Regions from separate parts of the Mus musculus genome. Here regions 1 and 3 are each linked to region 2. A link is a contact called in public ChIA-PET and promoter capture Hi-C data. All regions are on one chromosome and are shown on one strand. The core of a region is the stretch at or near the end of the contact, and the rest is flanking DNA. Distances in the headings are between cores, read along the strand shown. Region 1 holds the start of Dido1 (death inducer-obliterator 1). Region 2 holds the start of Ppdpf (pancreatic progenitor cell differentiation and proliferation factor). Region 3 holds the start of Ythdf1 (YTH N6-methyladenosine RNA binding protein 1).

Region 1 (2,920 bases), core at 239-2,738, 490 kb before region 2:
TCAGAACAAATGAGCACAACTCAGACTTTGGGCTTTGACCTCCTCTTTCCAAAGAGCTCACTATCACTGGCTGCAAATCACACAACCTTTGTAACCGAATCAACACAAAACCTCAGAGACTACTGGGTTTCTATAAAGGACCCAGTCATCTAAGACTTAAAGGAGACTCCACTCAGCAACAATTTCTTAGTTGGGGCTTGAGCATAAGAAACAGATTCTACAACACGGATCACTATGTAAGGATCTAAGTGCAACATGAATCTTTGCTCTTCTGGGTTAAACCGAAGTCACCTAGTATCGAAGGGCAGATGTGTAACATGGTAAAACATGCTGTGCTGACAGAAGTGTACAGCCTGGCACAGACAGTACTCATATGCTGAAGAGAAATCATTACTTGAGGTGCTCAGCACTGACTGAATTAAGACTCTTTAGCCTATTAAGACAATACCTACCAGAAGAGGTACAGAGAGCTTTTCTGACAGTAGAAAACTTCTGCGAACGACAGAAGGCAGGAAGACATCCCACCTCGCCTTCAAGACCTACCTGAGCTCTCCTCAGGTCCCCTAGCACACGTTCTCAACAAGCTATTATGATGCTACACATGCACTGATTGGCAGGAGGAAAGTGCTGGTCATGAGTGCTGGCAGGGGTCATCAATTACACAATCTTTTTTGTGTGCTGTTTGTCATCCTTACACAACTGAGTTTGCCTGACAAGTGTAACAAGGAGCATCCTTTTGTGGAAAATCAAATATACACAACATTCCCAATCAAACCCAGGGCCTCTTACTCAAGAGTCACTGTTGAGATCAATCTACATTAACACACACCTGGCCACCAACACTGGCAAGAGGCAATGAGCGCCCAGACAACGCCCAGGCCCTACACAGGGCTGAGGCTGGATCTTCCCCGAAGTCCCCCATGAGATATCTGCTCGTACACCCGCAAATTCGCGCCCAGGCCCAGTCACGTCCTACCACGAATGCCCTACCGCAAGTGTCGAGAACCTGCGGCCTCGGGAGGCTGGGCCCCTAACTCCGACTCAGAATCAAGGGCTCCACAGCCTCCCAGACCCAGACCATCTTGGACTACACAAGACAACCGGTGATTTCGGCAGAAACCAGACGCAGACCGCCCGCCCGGCCGGCCGGCCTCGCGCGCTCCACCGCGATCCCTCAGCCCGGGGCCGGAAAGGGCCCCGCGGGCCGCGACGCCATTTTCTCGGCGCCATCGGCGCCGCTCGCTGGAACTAGGCTGCCGGCATGGCGCCGCTCCACCTTGTCCGGAGTCCAAGTGCCGTTCGGGTCCACACGGCTTCCGCCCTCCTTCACAGTACAGAGTCACTTACCCCGGCCGCCGGGATCCCGCAGCCATTTCCAGAGCTACCACGGATATAGAGCAGAGACCAGCGAGACTACCGTCCTAGAGTGGTAGGCCGCGCGGCAAGCGGAAGAAATCGACCGGCCACCGAGCTACGGCGAGGCTAGAGCGGCTGTGCCGCCCTTCTTGCACGCATGCGCCACCCGGGTTCCCCGGAGCGCCAGCCTGGTTGGCCGGGCACGCTTGACAGATTCCCGCGTCCCGAACTAAGGGGCTAAGCTGGGAGCCAATGCCACTAAAAGGTTCCTCCAGCTATCCTTGAACAGCACCCGGCCCAGCATTCCAAAAGCTTAAACTCTGTGTCTGCAGGGACTGGTGCTTCGGAACAAACCAGCACCGGATTCCGGTGGGAAGGAGCCAGGAAAACCTCAAAGCCCTGCAGCTCTCGCCTATGGCAGGGCGTGTGCAGAGCGGGGAGGGGCGCCAGCCCTACAGGGACTCACTCCCTCATACTATCCTTTACTCCTTGCCCCGTCCATTTCTTCCTAAAAATGGACCAGGAGCCAAAGTCCAGGCATTCGTGCCTACAAGGGCCCCACCCCCAGTCCCCTCACGAAGGCATTTAAGAATTTCCCCCCCTAGCGCTAACTACAGTGATATTCCTTCACTGTCCCCCATATTACTTAAGGAAACCAGAAAGAGGTCGCAACGTGAACACTAGCCACATTGCTCTGAGGGCAGTTAATGCCGGGATAGACGCTCAGCTTTGCCCCATACAACCAGCTTCTTATTTATGTAAGCACACAGACACAACGCTAGGAAGCCATTCTTCTGGACTCTAACTTCGGCTTCCTGTAACAAACATGTGCTCCGGTCTAGTAAGGCCTCTCTCACATTGTAGAGGCCTCCAATGCTCCATTCAGAAGCCCAGGTCTTGAGTAGTTTTCTTTCTAACATTTCCCAAGATTACATGACAGCTCATGGGGCTTCCTTCAGTACAGTAGAAGGCTGCTTCTGCTTCCCTTGGTGAGATCCTTCAATACCACCTTTCAGATTCTAGTCAAGGAGGAGCCTACCCTGATTACTCAACTCTGCCCTTGAAATAAGTTCCCAGCATCCACAAGCGGCCAAACAACTCCAGTTCTGGGGATCCAGTGCCCTCCTCAGGCATCAGGCACCCACTGCATGTACACATACATAAAAGCAGACCATTCATACACATTAAATAAACATTTTTAAATATAAAAAACTAAAACCCAACATTTAACTTACAGTTCATTTTATTATGTGCAGTGCTGGAGATGGAACCCAGAGCCACCCTAGGGCCATGCTAGGCATGGAGTAATCTGTAACAGCTAACTTTAGATAAAATGCGTTTACTTGCACAGCACTGAAGAATCCGATAACAAATCACCAGCTGCTTTGCACGGAGGGCAATAGAGTAAAGCACCAGTCTTCGATTTCACTTTAAAAACAGCAGGGTCCAATTTGCAGCAGATCTTTATCTGGCAGTGCTACATCCATACACAGCTGAGACCCAACACCAACCATCACAATACCGAGAGCACAAGGTACTGGCAGCACAGAAAAAAGCCCAAAAA
Region 2 (2,836 bases), core at 293-2,792:
CGCCTGCCTCTGCTTCCCAAGTGCTGGGATAAAGGCGTGTGCAATCATCAGCAAGTCCTTGTATTCTTGGGAGGTTTTATTTTTCACTCATCTCATATGCAATACATCCCCACAGCAGCCTCCCTTTCTCCTTCTCCCTGACCTTGCCCATCTCCCATCTTCCCCAGATCCATTGTTCCTCTCTTTCCCTTCAGAAAAGAGCAGGCATAAGAAGATGCAATAGAACTAGGCATATATCCTTTACTTTCTTTTCAGAGGGAATTTTCACTACAGGAAATAGCTAATAACCACTGGAGATGCCCATGTACTTGACCAGGACAGTTCAGGGTAAGTCATAGAATCTGAAGTACATAACACTATGAAGACAGAAGTCTCACCCTCCTGGTGTCACCAGGACGGTCCTTATCAGTGGCCTTACTCACTTGTACTGCTGTCATGTCAACTGCCCCCACCTCTTTTTCATTACACCTTACCCATCTCCTTTATGATCTCTAAACCAGCACCCCTACTGGACCATTTCTTGTCTGGTTTTCCCGAGCCTGGATCAATGCTTGCACAGAGTAGGTCTCAACAAATCCAAGCAAAGGGTCCCAGCCAAGCAGCCTTGAGACTTCGGCGACACAAGAGCCTCCTCCTGGGATCCTACTAGCCTCAGCCTAGTCGGTTCTCCCTGAGCCTCCAATGAAGTCCAGCATCTTTGGTTATAGGAGAAGCATGCTGCACGAAGCTGGCTCATGATCCTCTCGGTCTGACAGAACACAGGCTGCTGAGGAAGGGAAGGGTGGGCAGGGCATGCTGGCCAGCCCTAACTTGATTCCCCCCAAACATGAGTCTCCGACCAACAATGGAAGCTACTAGAGACTGTCTCTGTTAGAGCTCTCTCTGACCCCAAGGCTTCGTCTGTCTTCCATCACTCCTCTCCAAACAGAACACAGGTTGGGAATGATGAACAACAATGCGAGTCAGGACTTGAAAGACAGACAGCTCCTCAGCTTACCAAGGGCAGGCTATTCCCTACAGGACCGCTTGGGGGCTCCAGGCACCATCCAGTGAGCCCAGAAAACAGAGATTGCGATGGTAGGGAGGTGCGCGGCAACAGCTTGTGCTTACTTATGTTAAACAGATCCACTCAGTCAAGGGTCGGAGTGAGGTACGTGGAAAATAAAGCCTGCGGGGACCAGCGAAAGCAGCGGGCAGCCCCAAGTAAAGGGAACAAGAACACCAAACAGGCTGTACTACATGAGACCACATCCGAGAGGGTGGCACAGACTGAGGGGCACATGAGATTCTTTAACCTCTTCTATCCGGGTTCGAGTCCGAACCAGGCAGGAAAAAAGCAGCAGAGCTGGTTTCGACTGGAGCGAAACCACAGATGTTTGATCAAGGAGGTTAGGGCCAATGTGGAACTTTGCAGAACCTAGCATTGCAGAAGGTAGGGTGGATTCTTGCTCCGCTCGGGGTGGAGTCTAATAGGGAAGGGCGGGACCACTTCGTGCTACTTCTGGTCTATCAGGGGAGCTCAAAAGTCTCATGGGTGGGCCCGCTGTGAAGCGGGAGGGGCTTTGACGCGCGCCCCGCCTCCCAGTGGTGCGTCTTTTGCGGTGCAGGAAAGCTACTAAGTACGCGCGTGCGCATAGCGCGCGTGGGTCCTAAAGTGGTGTTTCGTGGGTTATCTTTGCAAATGGGCTCCGCGGCCTAGCGCCCTGGTGGCCTAAAAACGAAGCCTGCAAGGAAGGGGTTCTCCGCCGAGGTGAGGGCAGTGACGAAGGCAGCCGGCGGTGGGGTGGGGGAGGCGCGTCTTCTTGGGGCCAGGAGCAGACAAAGCCCCTTTGTCTCACCACGCAGCCGGACCGGGCTGGTTGGAGCCGCTTGGAAACCTGGCACTGTCAGGACCCGGGAGACTCGGGGAACCCTCCGGTGTGCGGTGACCAGGGCCCACATTCTGCTCTCGTCTCCGCAGCGCCTCGGTCCTGAAGCATGGCAGCCATCCCTTCCAGCGGCTCGCTCGTGGCTACCCATGACTACTATCGGCGTAAGTAGCCCCTCGCCAGCCCCGCCCAGGGCTGGCCCAGGGCCCTGTGGCTGACCCGCCTCCCCTTCCCAGGACGCCTGGGCTCCTCGTCCAGCAGCAGCTCCGGCGGAAGTGCCGAGTACCCTGGGGACGCCGTGCTCCAGTCCCCGGGTAAGTGCAGAACCAGCCAGCGGAAGGGCAGAGTTCACGTCCTAAGGCGGAGTGGGGTGGGGGATGGGTAGCGTGGAGAAGGACTTGACCCCATCGTGACCCTCCTTTGCTCCTCAGGTCTTCCCAAAGCCGACCCGGGCCACTGGTGGGCCAGCTTCTTTTTCGGGAAATCCACACTCCCGTTCATGACTACAGTGTTGGAGTCTCCTGAGCGGTGAGTCCATCTTCCATGTGGTTGTGGGGGTGGCCCCAATTAAAGCAAATGCCGACCCAGTGACCTATGCTCTCCTTACAGCTCGGCAGAATCCCCCCAGGTCTCCAGAAGCCCGATGACCTGTGGCCTGACTCCTGAAACCATGAAGCAGCAGCCAGTCATCCATTCTGGCCAGACCAACCCCAGGGACCTTTCCTGACCTATCAGAATCTGCAGCCTGCCCAAGCTGAAGTGGTGCTAGGCCAGTGCCTACCCTCTCGACCCTCCCTGTAAACTAGGAAGGCTGAACAAGAGAAACCAGTAGAAGCTGGAGAGAGCCCCCTCTTGGTTCACAGCACTGAACTTTCCTGACCCCATAACTGTGTCTTGGCACAAAGCAGAAAATAAACTCACAGCAGCCACCCTCCCCTGGTATGTTTGAAACATTACTGAATCCAGCC
Region 3 (2,941 bases), core at 133-2,632, 270 kb before region 2:
CTCCAGGCAAATAGCGGACACATGCTTTAAGAGCCTAGTTATGCAGAGATCTGAGGGCAGGATGCTCAGCTGGAAAGGGCTGTAACCTAAGCTTACTATCATCTGATTCTCCACTTACTTTCCACTGTTACAGTGCACAGCCAGGAAAGGAAAGGAAAGGAATGGTAAATAAAGTGTTGGGCCTTTTCCAATCTTAAAACACGATGAGCCATATTTGGTTACACCCAAGTAACAACAACATGCACTGGTTAAAAACAGTCTTCCCAGGATTTAGTGTCACTCTGGAGTTCTCATAAGAGTTTTGGAAGTTTATTACAAGCCAGAATATCACAGGAGATAACAATAAACTTACAATGACTATAGCTAAGGATGGAGGGCAGGGCCTCCGGATCCACAGCTAGCTGGCTGACTCTCCTCCAGAGCCATCCACTACCTAGCAACAGAGGACCAGTCAGTCACTCAGACCTCTGCGAGGCCGTCTGATCACCATTTCTTTCCCCACCAGGTAACTGTTCTGGCAGGGTCAAGGGGGAAATTGCAAAATATTATCTGAACTACTCCGGGTACGCCTTTATTTTTCTAGTTCCCCTCCAATCTGTCAAGTACCCCGGAAATAGAAACTTTCATCTCCTCCAAGCTTACGGGAGGAAACTAAGTTTCAGATCCCAGGCTGGCTTGGTGGACTTTCTCTGTCCACACGGACTGGCGCTGCCCCGTTCTCCTCTCAAGTCCGGACAACTTCCCGGAACTCTCCTCACCTTTATTATCTTGTCCTTTTGTTCTCTGCATCGCCGCAGGCCAGGATATGCGGGTGGACACCACCCAGCCCGGGAAAGGAAACACAAAGTTACTATCCGAAAAGAACGCTACCCGGAGGGCGACCCGACCCCGACCGGGCCTCCAGATCTCCCACACTTTGATCACAGCCAAGCCCAGCGACCCCGCCATTGGACCCCAGAACCGTGGCCCGGCCTGGTATTCAGATCTTCGACCCGGCCTCCCTGTTCCCAGTCCGGACCCCGCACCCTAACCCCAGCTCAGCCTCCAGGTCCCCGGCGCGGCCCAGACCGCAACCTGTCTTGCCCTGTCCACGGCCTGCTCTCGTGACCGTGGTCCCGAGACGCCCCTACCTGGGGGTCCACGCTGGTGGCCGACATGCTTCATGAACAGCGCGGCGCGGGACCCGGGCGCCGCCGGCTCGGGCCTCCCACGAGGCCGGGCCTGTCACGCCGCGCGCGGCCCCGTGCCCCGCCGCCAACTCCGCGGGTGCGGCCGGGCGCGGCGGCAGCTGTAGGCACGCGGGCCGGAACAGCGGGAAGCAGCGGAAGGTAGCGGACAGGCTGAGGGGGCGCCGACTCCAATGGCGGCCGCGGCGGCTGGGACGAAGCTACGCGACGTCAGCGCGCGGGGCAGGCCGGGAGCGCCGTCGAGTCGCCACCATTGCGCCTGCGCACCGTCGCTCCTCGCCCAGGATTTCGCGCTTGGGACTCAGTCTCGCGCTGGAGGGGCGGGACCGGACCGGATGGGGCGGGGCGACTCGAGAGTCACGTGGGGCTCCTGGGGCGGCGCCTATTGGGGAGACGGTGTGAGGTTGTAGTTTAGCTACACCTGTCCCAGAGTTTTGTGGCTGCTGGGCTGGCCTCCTAGCCTGCCCCGTGACAATATGAACCTGACAGGAGTGTGCCAGAATAACCAGTATTCGCGTTAGATTCTGTACCTGATTCCATCACCCAGGGTAAAAACAAGAGGACTTTGAGGAAAGCTAGACGGCCCCCTTTGGGTTCCACGTGGGGAAAGTTCATCCGTCAAAGAGTCTCCAACAAAGAACTCACCCCATTAGCCATTTAGCCATTCACTTTCAGGCAAGCTCTTTGCTCAGTGAACCTGCTACCACACACAGACTCCTCCTCCCTGTTCCCGTCGTTAAAAAAAGTTTTATTTGAGGTTTAGAGCAATGGCTCAGTGCTCAAGACTACTTGCTGTTCTTACAAAGGACCTGGGGCTAGTTCCAACACCCACATGATGGCTTACAATTCTCCAGTCTCAGGGGTTCCAGAACTCTTTTTCTGGCATTGAATGCACGTGATGCATATATAGACAAGCAGGCACACACACACACACATAAAATAAAACAAATCTTTTGAATGTAATTTTAAAAAGATTTATTAATTTTAATCTTATGTGTATGAGTGTTTTGCCTGCATGTATGTCTATGCACTGCATGTGTGCCTGGTGCTCAAGGAGGCCAGAGGAGGGTGTCAGATACCCCAGAACTGGAGTTATAGATGGTTCAGACCCCAAAGTGGATGCTGAGAATTGAACCTAGATTCTCTAAAAGAGCAGTAAATGCTCTTATACCTTGACCCTGAGCCATCTCTCCAGCCCCTTTAAAATAAATGTTATTTGTATGAGTGTTTTGCTTGCATGTATATATGTGCACTATAGGTGCACTTGGTGAATGTGAAGGGTCAGAAAAGGTGTCTGATAGCCTGGAACTGGAATAACAGGCAAATTTGTGACCTATCATGTGATTGCAAGAACATTGCTAGGGACCAAACCCCAGATGCATCCACACATCCCTTCTGGGGCATGTTTGGTCCCTGGATTTGTTGTAGTAAATGTCCTAGCTTCTGATGCACATCATCAATAGGAGGACACCAGAGCGAGGCACATGCAGGTGGATCACTGGGTTGAAGGGCACAGCTGTCAGCCATTTTGTAGATGTTAGATGTCCTCCAGGGAAGCTGGGTTGAAGTTTCTGTTGAAGAGCTGATGGATGGAGCCCAGAGGCTATAAGCTCTGTATTCAAGTAACACCTGGCTGGAACAAGCCTTTGCTGTGTGCTGGGCTTGGTTCACTCAACAGCTGGCCCTATGAAGGCCAGCCGTGAGGACACCTATCCATGCTGACAGACACAGATGCTCAAATGAGACAGCCCCTT

Evidence for each region. Promoter capture Hi-C pulls out the DNA fragments that hold promoters and counts their contacts. ChIA-PET counts read pairs in DNA pulled down with a chosen protein or histone mark.
Region 1: an RNA polymerase II ChIA-PET map of memory CD8 T cells shows a contact between it and region 2, with 11 read pairs. The contact joins the promoter of Dido1 here to the promoter of Ppdpf in region 2. A contact is called at or near these places in 1 of 484 Hi-C or Micro-C datasets (B cells) and 1 of 115 datasets of contacts at active chromatin or transcription factors (memory CD8 T cells).
Region 3: a contact with region 2 is called in a promoter capture Hi-C map of pre-B cells, with 7 times the contacts expected there. The contact joins the promoter of Ythdf1 here to the promoter of Ppdpf in region 2. A contact is called at or near these places in 4 of 39 promoter capture datasets (hematopoietic stem and progenitor cells, liver and pre-B cells), 3 of 484 Hi-C or Micro-C datasets (CD4 T cells, muscle stem cells and natural killer cells), 4 of 115 datasets of contacts at active chromatin or transcription factors (astrocytes, embryonic stem cells and memory CD8 T cells) and 1 of 9 other capture datasets (liver).

What each region holds. Positions count from the first base shown.
Region 1 is chr2:180,700,614-180,703,533 of GRCm38.p6, forward strand. It overlaps Dido1 (death inducer-obliterator 1), which reads right to left and starts at 1,489. Exons shown (of 16, transcript NM_175551.4): 1 at 1,348-1,489.
Region 2 is chr2:181,185,705-181,188,540 of GRCm38.p6, forward strand. It overlaps Ppdpf (pancreatic progenitor cell differentiation and proliferation factor), which reads left to right and starts at 1,543. Exons shown (of 5, transcript NM_001356427.1): 1 at 1,543-1,750; 2 at 1,961-2,032; 3 at 2,105-2,182; 4 at 2,300-2,396; 5 at 2,478-2,800. The coding sequence starts at 1,978. The coding sequence ends at 2,595.
Region 3 is chr2:180,919,554-180,922,494 of GRCm38.p6, forward strand. It overlaps Ythdf1 (YTH N6-methyladenosine RNA binding protein 1), which reads right to left and starts at 1,383. Exons shown (of 5, transcript NM_173761.3): 1 at 1,131-1,383; 2 at 759-783. The coding sequence starts at 1,157.